Linked DNA regions of Mus musculus: region 1 is linked to region 2. The links are chromatin contacts, called in public promoter capture Hi-C maps. All regions are on one chromosome and are shown on one strand. The core of a region is the stretch at or near the end of the contact, and the rest is flanking DNA. Distances in the headings are between cores, read along the strand shown.

Evidence for each region. Promoter capture Hi-C pulls out the DNA fragments that hold promoters and counts their contacts.
Region 1: a contact with region 2 is called in a promoter capture Hi-C map of hippocampal neurons, with 4 times the contacts expected there. The contact joins the enhancer-like site here to the promoter of Prss55 in region 2. A contact is called at or near these places in 2 of 39 promoter capture datasets (embryonic stem cells and hippocampal neurons), 1 of 484 Hi-C or Micro-C datasets (cortical neurons), 1 of 115 datasets of contacts at active chromatin or transcription factors (embryonic basal ganglia) and 2 of 9 other capture datasets (macrophages and pancreatic islet).

The regions. Positions count from the first base shown.
Region 1 is chr14:64,613,261-64,618,830 of GRCm38.p6, forward strand. No RefSeq gene overlaps it. Among named protein-coding and RNA genes, the nearest start is that of Gm36924, 8.5 kb to the right of the region's middle. Within about 2 kb of position 3,216, at least 3 of the 459 cell types and tissues checked have an H3K27ac peak or open chromatin away from gene starts, as enhancers often do. A contact at or near this core is called in hippocampal neurons, where this site is marked.
Region 2 is chr14:64,083,250-64,089,240 of GRCm38.p6, forward strand. Prss55 (protease, serine 55) reads right to left here and starts at 2,161. Exons shown (of 5, transcript NM_001379522.1): 1 at 1,965-2,161. The coding sequence starts at 2,067. It also overlaps a transcript of Prss51 not described here.

The sequences.
Region 1 (5,570 bases), core at 1,966-4,465, 530 kb after region 2:
CCTCTTCTGGTGTGTCTGAAGACAGTGAGTGTTGTGGATGTGCTGTTCTTATGAACCAAACACCTAATGAATAAAGACGCTAATCACTGGGCGAGTAGGCAGGACTTCCAGGTTGGAGGGAGGAAAAGAGGAAGAAGGTGGAAGTTAGGTTCTTCTTTTGAATGGGACAGCAGAAAGATGTAGCTGCTAGAGCTTCCTCCGTATCATGGCAGATTCGCCACCAGAGGAATCAGGTGTGTGTGTGTGTGTGTGTGTGTGTGTGTGTGTGTGTGTGTGTGTGTGTTGTTTTTTCGAGACAGGGTTTCTCTGGTTTCTCTGGATAGCCCTGGCTGTCCTGGAAAGCACTCTGTAGACCAGGCTGGCCCCAAACTCAGAAATCCGCCTGCCTCTGCCTCCCAAGTGCTGGGATTTAAAAGTGTGCGCCACCACACCCGGCTAGGAATCAGATTTTAATAAGGCTTACAAGATTAGGTTTTAGTTGTTGCACCCAGAGATTGAGTTACCATTGTTTCTGAACTAAGTTTGTGTTGCGTTTTCCTTCACGCCGAGGCTCGTCTGGGTTCAAGAGAGAAAGGTACAGCGGCAAAGCGTGGGTTTGCCTGAGGTGTTCCACAAAGGCCATTGGGGATTTGAAGAACGGGGTTGGCGTAACAACTTGCCAGTGGGAACCTAGTGAGCTGAGTAGAGAGATTTTGGAGTTCAGAGTCAGAATCTCCACGAGATAAAAAACTGGTCAGCGCATGGCCAGCCAGGTCTCTGAGGCTGAGAGTTGCTGGCACTAGAATGGCAATGTGCTGGTTCCTTTTTTAATATTTCCCTCAACAAGTGACAGCGTATTCATATACATTAAATAGAGAATACATAAATAAATAGAATTAGGATGAAGAGAATCCTAATAGAATCCAATAGAAGACCCCCCAAAGTCCTCCTGTGACTTCTGCATGCACCACACACACACACACTCACAAGAATGCTTCCTAGTATCTTAACGCATGAGTATTTTGCCTGCAGGGGTGTGTGTGTGTGTGTGTGTGTGTGTGTGTGTACCATGTGCATGCTTGGTGCTTACTGAAGTCAGAGGAAGTCATCAGATCTTCTGGAACTGGCATTACAGATGATTGTGAGCCACCCTCTGCATGTTGGGAACCAAACCTGATCCTCTGCAGAAGCAACAAGTGCTCTTAGCCACTGAGCCATCTCTCCAGTCCCCGATTATTGCATTTAAGCATGTATATTTCTGTGACTTCCCTCTTGGAGAAAAGTCAGTGTCGCTTGTCCCTCTCTACCTTTCCCTGACACCAATGTTTTTTTGAGTTGGATTCTTAAAAAGATTCTCTTGCCGTTGTAAAAAAAAAAAAAAAAAAAAAGACAATTTTTCATTTCTTACTGAGTATCTCCCGAAATTGATTTCTGCAGTTCTATCTAAAAATTAAATAATTAATCTTTCTCTTGGGGTGTGCTTCTCTCCCACCCCTTCCCCTCACCACTCTCTCTTCCCTCCCCTTGTGTGTGTGTGTGTGTGTGTGTGTGTTATCTGTATGTGTGTGTTATCTGTGCTATGTACCTGTGTGCTTACTTATGGAAACCGGAGGTTCATGTGTTCTTTCTCTATTCTCTCCACCTTAGTCTTTGAGACAGGCTTCCTCACCGAACCTCGTACTCACTACCTGGCTGGTCAGGGAGCTGCAGGACCTTCCTCTCTCCGCCCTTCCCAGCAGGGCTTGGGTTACCAATATTTGCATGCGCACACAGAGATTTCCCTGGACCGTGGGGCTCCAAACTCAGATCCTCATGCTTGAGCCCTGAGCATTGACCTACAGAGCCATCTCTCCAGGCCAAGGCAGTGCCTCTGCACTGTGCCATCCCGGAGAGCCATATGCATGCCACTAACCAGGCAAGAGGTCCAAAGCGTACTCGAAAATCTTTAAGTCATAAAACACTGGGGGCATCACAGCATGCAAACAAAATCCAAAGCCCTAGAGTCAGAAAAATTAGATTTAGCCCCCCCTTTCTGGTACCCAACCATGGTGACGTGGCTGAGTTCTTTTTCTTACTGGCTAAACTCCAATGATAATTTCAATTTCAAGGTTGCTTGGGGTCAAATGCAGTGATGTGTATAAAGGGCTGAATTATAATTAGTATTTAATAACTCTAGGGTTCTTTCTAAAGGTTGTTAAGTATGGTGTGTGTGTGTGAGAGAGAGAGACAGACAGACAGACAGACAGACAGACAGACAGAGAGACAGAGAGAGAGAAAGAGAGAGAGGTGGTATGGTGGAGGTATGGATGTGAGTGTGGATGTGTGATATATGTATATATGATGTGTATATATAGTATGTGTGGAGTGTGTGTGTGGTGTATATGGGATATATGTGTGTGGTGGTGGCGTATGTGTGTATTTATGTGTGGGTAGTATTAGTAACAGAAACATTTACCCTGAAAATTATTATGTTGAACAGATTTACTTTCATTGAAAAGGATAGAATCGGCCGGGCAGTGGTGGTGCACGCCTTTAATCCCAGCACTTGGGAGGCAGAGGCAGGCGGATTTCTGAGTTCGAGGCCAGCCTGGTCTACAAAGTGAGTTCCAGGACAGCCAGGGCTACACAGAGAAACCCTGTCTCGAAAAAACAAAAAAAGAAAGAAAAAGAGAAGGACAGAATCACCTTCTTTCCTAGGCCGACAACGGACATCGGCACAAAGTTGGAGTACTGCAAGCATTATTTTTGACTATCCATAAGCCACCAAAAAAATATGTGTTATCTAAGTTATAGCTTCAAACTAAGATCTCTGCAAGTTATCTGCAGTGTGCAAAGAAGATTGGCAGCCCACGGATGCTCCTGGCCTCATCTGCCGGAGCTTGAGGACAAATAGAGTATCTCAGAACACCAGATGACTCCCCAGATCGCTTGCCTCCTGTGCTGGGGTAAACCCGAGCGGCTTCTTGTAATCTCTGGGCTAGGAAACAGCACCCTTGGGTCTGCTCTTGAGCACGGACCACGGTAATTTTAAATACAAGGCAGCGCTTTACAATCAAACAAACCCAGATGGACAGCTCGCCCCAAGCCAGCTCTACAACCAGGACACAGATTTGTAAAGGAAAAGACAGCCAAGGCAGTTACAAAAAAACGAAAACAACCAGGGAACAAAGAGTCCCAGACTAGAAAGCCATCTAGCATTCTGCTACCCACTAAGCAGCGCATGCGCGTTGGGTTGGCAGACACCGGCTGGAGAAGGACTATAACCTGAAGGCCGTCCACAGTGGGGAGGACTATGCTCCCTCACAGCCCATTCCATCTTTTCTCTGTCCTGTCAAACATGAGGACCCCCTTTTACCAACAAGGTAGGACAAACGCAGACACGGGTTGTCTGAGACGTTCGTTCCTCTGAAACACTGCAGCTCCAGACTCTTATCAGTCTAGTCCTGATAGGCCTTCTACCTGTCTAACTTGCAAGCGCTCACTGTTAAACCATGTGTCTGTTGACCAAATATTTTTGTTTGTTGATTTTGAGACTGGTCTTGATTTCACTACAACCAAAGATAACTCTGTCTCCTGAGTGCTGCAATTACAACTTGTGCTCTTCCAGAGGACCCAGGTTCAATTCCTAGAACCCACAAAGTGGATCACAACCAACTGTAACCCCAACTCCAGGGGATCTAATGGCTTCCTCTGACCTCCAAAGAGGCATGGTGCACAAACATATATACAGGCAAAACACCCATACACATAAAATACATTTTTAAAAAAAATAAATACTTAAGGGACTTGAGAGATGGCTCAGCAGTTAAGAGCACTGACTGCTCTTCCAGAGGTCCTGAATTCAATTCCTAGTACCCATATTGTGGCTCACAACCATCTATAAAGGGGTCTGATGCCCTCTTCTGGCATGCAGGTATACACACAGATAGAGTACTTGAGTACAACAAAAAAGTACATAAATTAAACAATATTTTTAAAAGTTAAATAGCTAAGAGGTTGGAGCAGCTCAGTGTGGTGGCAGACACACTTGTTTGTTTGTTTGTTTGTTTGTTTGTTTGTTTCTGTAGGGTCTCTCTACATAGTCCTGACTGTCCTGGAACATATATATTATGTACATCAAACTAGCCTAGAACTCATGGAGATCTACCTACGTCTGCTTCCAAATGCTGAGATTAAAGGCATACACTGCCAAGTGGAGGCTGGTGGTCCACTCCTTTAATCCCAGCACTCAGATGTAGAAGCAGGTTGATCTCTGCATTCAAGACCAGTCTGGTCTATATAGCAAGTTCTGAGGTTGCATTGTAAGGTCCTGTCTCAAAAAGAAGAAAGAAAAGAAGAAAAAAAAAAGGAATGGAAAGGAAAGAAGAGAAGAGAAGAGAAGAGAAGAGAAAAGAAAAGAAAAGAAAAGAAAAGAAAAGAAAAGAAAAGAAAAGAAAAGAAAAGAAAAGGGCCCCATAGCACCCTTGGATAGCAAAGGCATTTATTTGGTGGTGCTCTCTAACACATTCTTTGACACATGTTGCAGGGGAGAGATGAAGTGGTTTCAGCAAAACAACGTGTGTTAGGGAAATGGAAATGCTGGCTCAGACCAACAACAGAGGGGAGTTAATGTCATTTCCCCCATCGACCAGATTGTATGCCTTTCTGTGGGGTAGGGACCCTGTCATACAGTCTATGAATCCCAATACTGACTAACATTTCTGCTGCTCTTTAAGTAATTCCAAACTTAACTTGACACCTCAAATCGAACCATGTGGAACAAACTCCCTCTTCCTCACTCTCACACCCACATCCTGCTAATTACAGGACAGTCAGTGATGTAATGAAACAATGGTCCAACCCAGTCTCCAAACCTAGCCAGCCCCTGGTCAACCCTACCTGGGTTACTATGACACTCCCTTCTCTTCCTCACAGAATCCTGGGTGGGGGGGACATATTTCAAGTCTTCCTAGACCTTCCAGGATGCATCACCTATCCTAATCGGACTTATTGCATTGTATGGGTGCCAGCTATAAATCCCTTTTGACCTCCCATGATTCTCAGTTCTGCCCTCGAAGGTGCAGTGTCTTTTTCCTGCTCTTATCTCTCTGTCTACACTGGGTCCAGAACACAACAAATGTCAGGAATGGTGTGTTAAAAGACACTTACAAATTTTTAAATGTGTATTAAAAAAGAAAACCATAGCCAGCTGTAGTGGAGCACACTTAATCCCAGCACTCAGGAGACAGGTGGATCATTGTTAAATTGAACACTATCCTGATCTACAAAGTGAGTCCCAGGACAGCCAAGACTACATAGAGACCCTACCTTAAAGAAGGAAGAGGAGGATGAGGAGGATGAGGAGGAGGAGGAGAAGGAGGAGGAGGACTGAAGAGATGGCTCAGTGGTTAAGAGCAATCCAATGCCCTCTTCTGGTGTGTCTGAAGAAAGCGATAGTGTACTCACATACATAAAGTAAATAAATCATTTTAAAAAATATTTTTTAAAGAAAAAAGAAAAGAAAGAAAGGGGGAAACCTGTGGAGATGGCTCAGAGGATAAGAGCTTCGCCAGACTGAGAGCCCCTGATGAGACCAGCTGCCTCAAGGTCCT
Region 2 (5,991 bases), core at 911-3,410:
TCCTCCAACCTGGTTCCAGCCCTGGCCATTCCTCATTGTCTATGCAGGTGTCTCTATTGCTTTAAGGTGACAACGGCTGGTTTCAGAGTGCTTCTGTCTGCTGCTGACCCCAGAATGCCAGTTCCAGGTGGAGAAAACACCATGCTTGTCTTGGTGATACTGTGTCCTGTGGGTGGGACTGTGCCTGTCCCAGAGAGGAACTCAACAACCTGGAGACTCAATTGGCTGGCTGACAGATTCTATACAAGGACCATCTTAAAGGGGAAAATCTGTATATTGGAAGATGTACCCAGCAATGGGATTCTTAACAGCACCAGACAGAAGAAACGCTGATGTTACGAAAGCTGTGCTCTGAACTGTTTCTCAGTCATGAAAATGAGGCTCATGGGGAGTTTCCAAGGATGTGGGGGAGGTTCTCATGACAGGAGCTTGAGTAAAAAGATCAGGATGAAAATCAGATTTGAACTTGGGAGGCAGGGGCAGGCGAATCTTTGTTCGAGGTCAGCCTGGACAGACAAGTTTATACAGAGAAAACCTGTCTCAAAAACAAACAAACAAAATTAGATTTGAGGGGTCAGAGAGATGGCTCAGTGGGTAAAGTCTAACCCTAACCCTGCCAGCCCTGACCTTCTGAATCCTATTCCAGGGGAACTAAATGGTATGAGGGGGCAGCTGACTCCCACAAGCTGCTCTCTGATCTCCACATGTGTGCTGTGAGGCACACACACACACACTTAACACACACTCGACACACACTAAATTAAAATATAATAACTAAAATATAATATTTGAGACTTGTATGGTTTATCTTGTTAAAAATATATATGTACAAGCATGGGAGCAAATATCATGATAATGACAGAGACAGGCTTGACTGGCTGGCCTCCACTCTGATGCTGCTGCAGAACTTGCTGGGGGCACAGGTTCTGGGCAGACATCAGAGGCTGAATTCTGACTTGTGGTTGCCTTATCCAATGACTGGAGGGAACACTACTTTCCCTTGCTTATCTCCTGTCCTTTCACCTCTCAAATGGGCATAAAGCACTCCACCCCTTTAGGCTAGCACATGGATCAATAGTGATGAGGTGCCCCTCAAAGTGTTCTGCACAGAGCAAAATCTGCAAGTCCCAGTTGCTTCAGGATTTCTCAGATCCACTTTGCACCAAAGTCCTCGTAGGACCGGCAGACAAATCCCACTGTCCACATTCTTAATTCCAAGAACAAACCACAATTCCAGTGTGGCAGCAGATAGACCACAAAGCGGGGGACAATGACAGCGGCTCCACTGTGAGGAGTCATTTGAGCAACTTGGAGCCTCTTCCCATTGGACTCTAGAGGGACCAGTTCTGCCAATGGCATCACCGAACCCTACTCTATGGAGTGGCCCTAGGACACACTGAAGGCGGAGAGACAGGCTGGCCCTGCTCAGAGGCATCGTGGAGAAGGCACAAGAAGGAAATCGGTGTGTTGCTCAGATTGGTACAAGTTGGGACATGCTGTGTCCTTAGGGAGCGCTTTGGGCTAATTTCCCCTGAAGCTGTAAACTAAGGCTGGATTGTGTAAGAGGAGGATGGGGGCTAAGCAGCAGAGTGGACTCACACCACTCTGAGTTCTGACTGTGGATGTGATATGACCAACAGCTCCAAGCTCCTAGCACTTAGACTTCTACCCATGATGGGCTTTAGGTTCAAACTGTGAACCAGAATAAATCCCTTTTTCCTTAAGTCGCTTTTGTCAGAGCACTTCATCAAGGAAACAGAAAAAATATTAAGTCACTTGGCTGGTTCCTGGCCTAAGATCTGGGTATATCCCTTTTCATTGCTATTGATAAGGTAGAACTCCAGGATTAGACAGGTCACCCGTAAGAGGGGTGTAAGTGATCTCTACTCTTGGAGGTGATCTCCTGGTGGCTGTTAGCTAACTCATGGGTCATATCCACTGTCTCCTTTGTCCTTAATGCTCACCACATATTGATAGGATGAAGGGAGGCGAGGAGAGCAGGTATCCTGACTGACCTGCCCGGGTCAGCAGCTCTGGCCAGAGGGAGAGGAGTCCACATACCAACATTTGCTTCCAGGGTGTGGGCAACAAGTAGCAGGATGGAGGGCAGGATCATGGCTCTGGCTGTGCTGTGTGTTGGAGGCCAGGCTGACAGAATAGTGTCAACTGGCAGCTCAGACTCCCTAAGCTGGCCAGGCTGCCGATGTCATAATGGCTGTGTTGAGAACTCATATAAAGTCATGAAGGCTCCTCTTGAGTCCCTTTCTTTCTGTGGTGGCTCACTCAGGACTTCATCCATTTCTCCTTGGAATTTCTGGTACAGCTGGCCTGACCTTCATCCTGATCACCCATCCCTCTGTGAACACTTGGCTTTTGGTCCCCTTTGTAACTAATTCTTAAGTTTCATGGGCTTCCCTTTTGAGGGAGCCTATCACATTGGGGCATACCCATGGAAGTCAGGTGAGTCTGGCAAATTGACTGCCAGACTAGATGAGCATTTCGAAGACAGGAATTCTTGTAGAAAAAGTAGCTCTCAGATTTTCAGCCCCTCTGGCATACAGATAGCCACAGTTGAACTACCTAGCCCACATTATATAAGTGGATCCAAATCCCATTTTTGATACATATGTAGTCATTCTATTAGTTATGTTCCTCAGAAGAACCCTGACATACATATCACCTATTACCACAACAGCTCTTCATGTCCCAGTGGGTGGAAAAGCAGATTCTATGAGCAGAGCCACGAGACTCAGCCATGCAGACTGAGCTCACACAGTTCCACACAGTCTGGCCTCAATAGAGCACAGCTTCTTGTCATGACTCCCTATAGGGGTCACTGAGCGGAATGTGGGGGTTGTGGGAACTTGAGCAACAGTGGATTGAAAGAGTAGTGACCTGTGAGGTATTTCTGGTAGAGCTCATTGTGTGCTCTTTGGTGACTTGGTCATGTCTGTGGTTTTGAACATGTCACATGTATGCTCTGCATTGTGTGTGCTATGTTTCACATTGTCAACACTGTTTCAAACTCAGATTCAAGACTACTGCATGTGTGTTCACTGTGGTGTGTTTGCTACACATATAGTTTTCTACTCTTACAAAAAGCTTTGTGATGGGAAATGGAGACCTGTAGTATTTCCCTACCATTGTTCCTCTGCATGTAAGTACCATATTTGGATATAATATTTGGATTATATAGGGCAAGAATATTTGATTTTTGAAAATTGCTGATCAAGATATTGAGTTTCACAAATTGTTCAGTGAATTTTGGCTTGGGATTAGGACAATCTCCAATGACTTCTGAAAAGATCTATTTATCTGACATTTTGGACTATGTTCATGTGAAGTGGCATTCTTGGTAATGAGGGTTATAAAATCAAAAATATTAATCAATGTTGAAAACCAAATGGTCAGCTAAGAATTTTTTTTTGAGACAGAGTCTTGCTATGTATCCTGGCTGTCCTGAAACTCATTGTGTAGACCAGACTATCCTAAAAAAAAATCACAGATATCCATCTGCCTCTGCCTCTGCCTCCGCCTCTGCCTCCTCTGCCTCCTCTGCCTCCTCTGCCTCCTCTGCCTCCTCTGCCTCCTCTGCCTCCTCTGCCTCCTCTGCCTCCTCTGCCTCCTCTGCCTCCTCTGCCTCCTCTGCCTCCTCTGCCTCCTGAAACATGAAATTAAAGCACTAGTACCATATCTAACAAGATATAATTCTTTATATGAAACTAAGTAAGCTTACCCACCTTTCTAGTATATAATTTTGCTTTCACCTTTAGTAAATGGTAAAATCATGTGTATCCCAAAGAATTGTTCAAAACAAATTATACTAATAAAGGATATATATACATATATGTATGTATATATATTATATTTTGATGAAATAGTATCATAGAAAACGTGTTAAAATGTGGTGGTTTGATGAGCATAGTCCTCATGGGCTCATATATTTAAGTGTTTGGTTCCCAGGTCGTGGAACTGTTTGAGAAGGATTGAGAAGGATGGTTTTGTTAGAGTAGGTGTGGCCTTGCTGGAAGAAGTGTGTTACTAATATGGGCTTTGAAGTTTCAAAAGATGCCTATGTCAGAGGCCCAGTCTCCCTCTCTCTGCCTGCTACCATAGAATCAGGATGTAAATTCTGAGCCACTGATCTAGCGCTATAACTGTCTGCCTGCTGCCACAATGCTGCCATAAAGGTCGTAGACTAACCCTCTGAAACTGTTAGCAAGTCCCCACTAAATGCTTTCTTTTATAAGTTGCCTTGGTCATGGTGTCTCTTCATATGTAACTAAGGCAAGAAGCCTGCCATAGACTATAGTGAGCTGCTAACCCCTCCTTCCTAGAATTGGGTGAGCATTAGAATCAAAGTAGAGAGAACAATTTTAGGGCCTGAAAGAACTTGCAGAAACACAAAAGATGTTACAGAATAAGACATGTGACATAGGCTTTCCATTGCTGTGAAGAGACCAAGGCAACTCTTATAAAAGACATTTAATTGGGGCTGGCTTACAGGTTGAGAGGTCCATTATCATCATGGTGGGAAGCATGGTGGCATCCAGGCAGGCATGGCACTGGAGAAGCTGAGAGTTCTACGTCTTGTTCTGAAGCCTGACATCCAAACAGCTAGAAGCCCACCCCACAGTGACATACTTTCTCCAACAAGGTCACACCTACTCCAGCAAATGTCATACCTCCTAATAGTGCCACTCCCTGGGCCAAGCATATTCAAACCATCACATGTCACTTGAGGATAGATGTCTGGCTGATGCTCCACAGGCATCCTCTAAGTGATGTCACCAAAGTCCTAACCAGTGATCTTCTGACTCCCAAAGAGCAGCCTGGGCATTGTTGAGAAAAGCATAGAAAAGGACAAAAATTAGTGAAGCATTTTTCTGTTGCTTGTTCTTTTGATACAGTGTTTTCCACTGTGACCTAGACTGGCTTGAACTCACCAAATGGCCTAGCTTCACCTTGAATTCCCAGCAATCCTGTCTCAGCCTTCTGAGTGCTGGAATTACAGGTGTGAGCTACCATTAAAAATGACTTTTTAAATTTATGTATACCTCATGTAATGTCTGGGACATTTGAAGAATAAAATGATATTATCTGACATTCCCATTTGGCTGATGTTCCATGTTTTATTTGGGAGCCCTGTGTGAAGACTTACAGGCTTAGCCTGCAGATTTTGATCCAGTGAGTTCGGAGGACTGAAGTGGGGCAAGGAGTCCCTTGCCCCAAACACATCCCAAATCTGTTTCTGTATGCCTCTAGTAGCATTCCAGGGTCTAATGCTGGCTTAGACCTGGGAAATCCAGAGTATGGCTGGCTGACCACCTCCAGCTGAGAGGGATGCAGCTGGGTAGAGTCTTCCCTTAACCCCTAGGTTGTCTGGGGACCCAATGGGTGCTAGTAAGGGAGAGACACTTGGAATAGTCCTAGGGTACATCCTAACAGCTTCCAGGAAGACAAAGGGAGTCTTTAGAAAGAGCGCCCAGGAGATATACCTATAGATGCTTGGAGCTGAGAGGAAAAGGGGACCCTGGCACCATGATAGCTTCTCCTTGGCTTGCACGGAACAGTGAAGACCTCATGCATACCCACAGGAATTAGGTGTAAGTGGTCTCCAGTCCCAGAGAATGTGGATCTTCTGTGTTAGCTCACTTGACCTGCATCCTCTTCATCTTTGATTTTTGGAGAAGAGGGAGTAGAGCCAATGCTGAAAAGAACATGAGCCTTCAGACCTTGCCTGAGGAAGGAGCTGAACACTCACTGGGTCAAAGAAAAAGTCCTGATTGTGTTCAGGGGAAATTGCATCTGGTTTTGGGTACAATGACGGTAGAACTATTGCACAAGACTGGTGAAGAAGCCATGAGGCACCTCCAGCATTTCCATCAGAACATAGCAACTCATTCACCTACATGGTGCATGAACAGAGCAGAGGCTCGTAGCTGTGGTTGATCATAGACCCTGTGCCGTTCTGTGTAAATAGTGGAATCT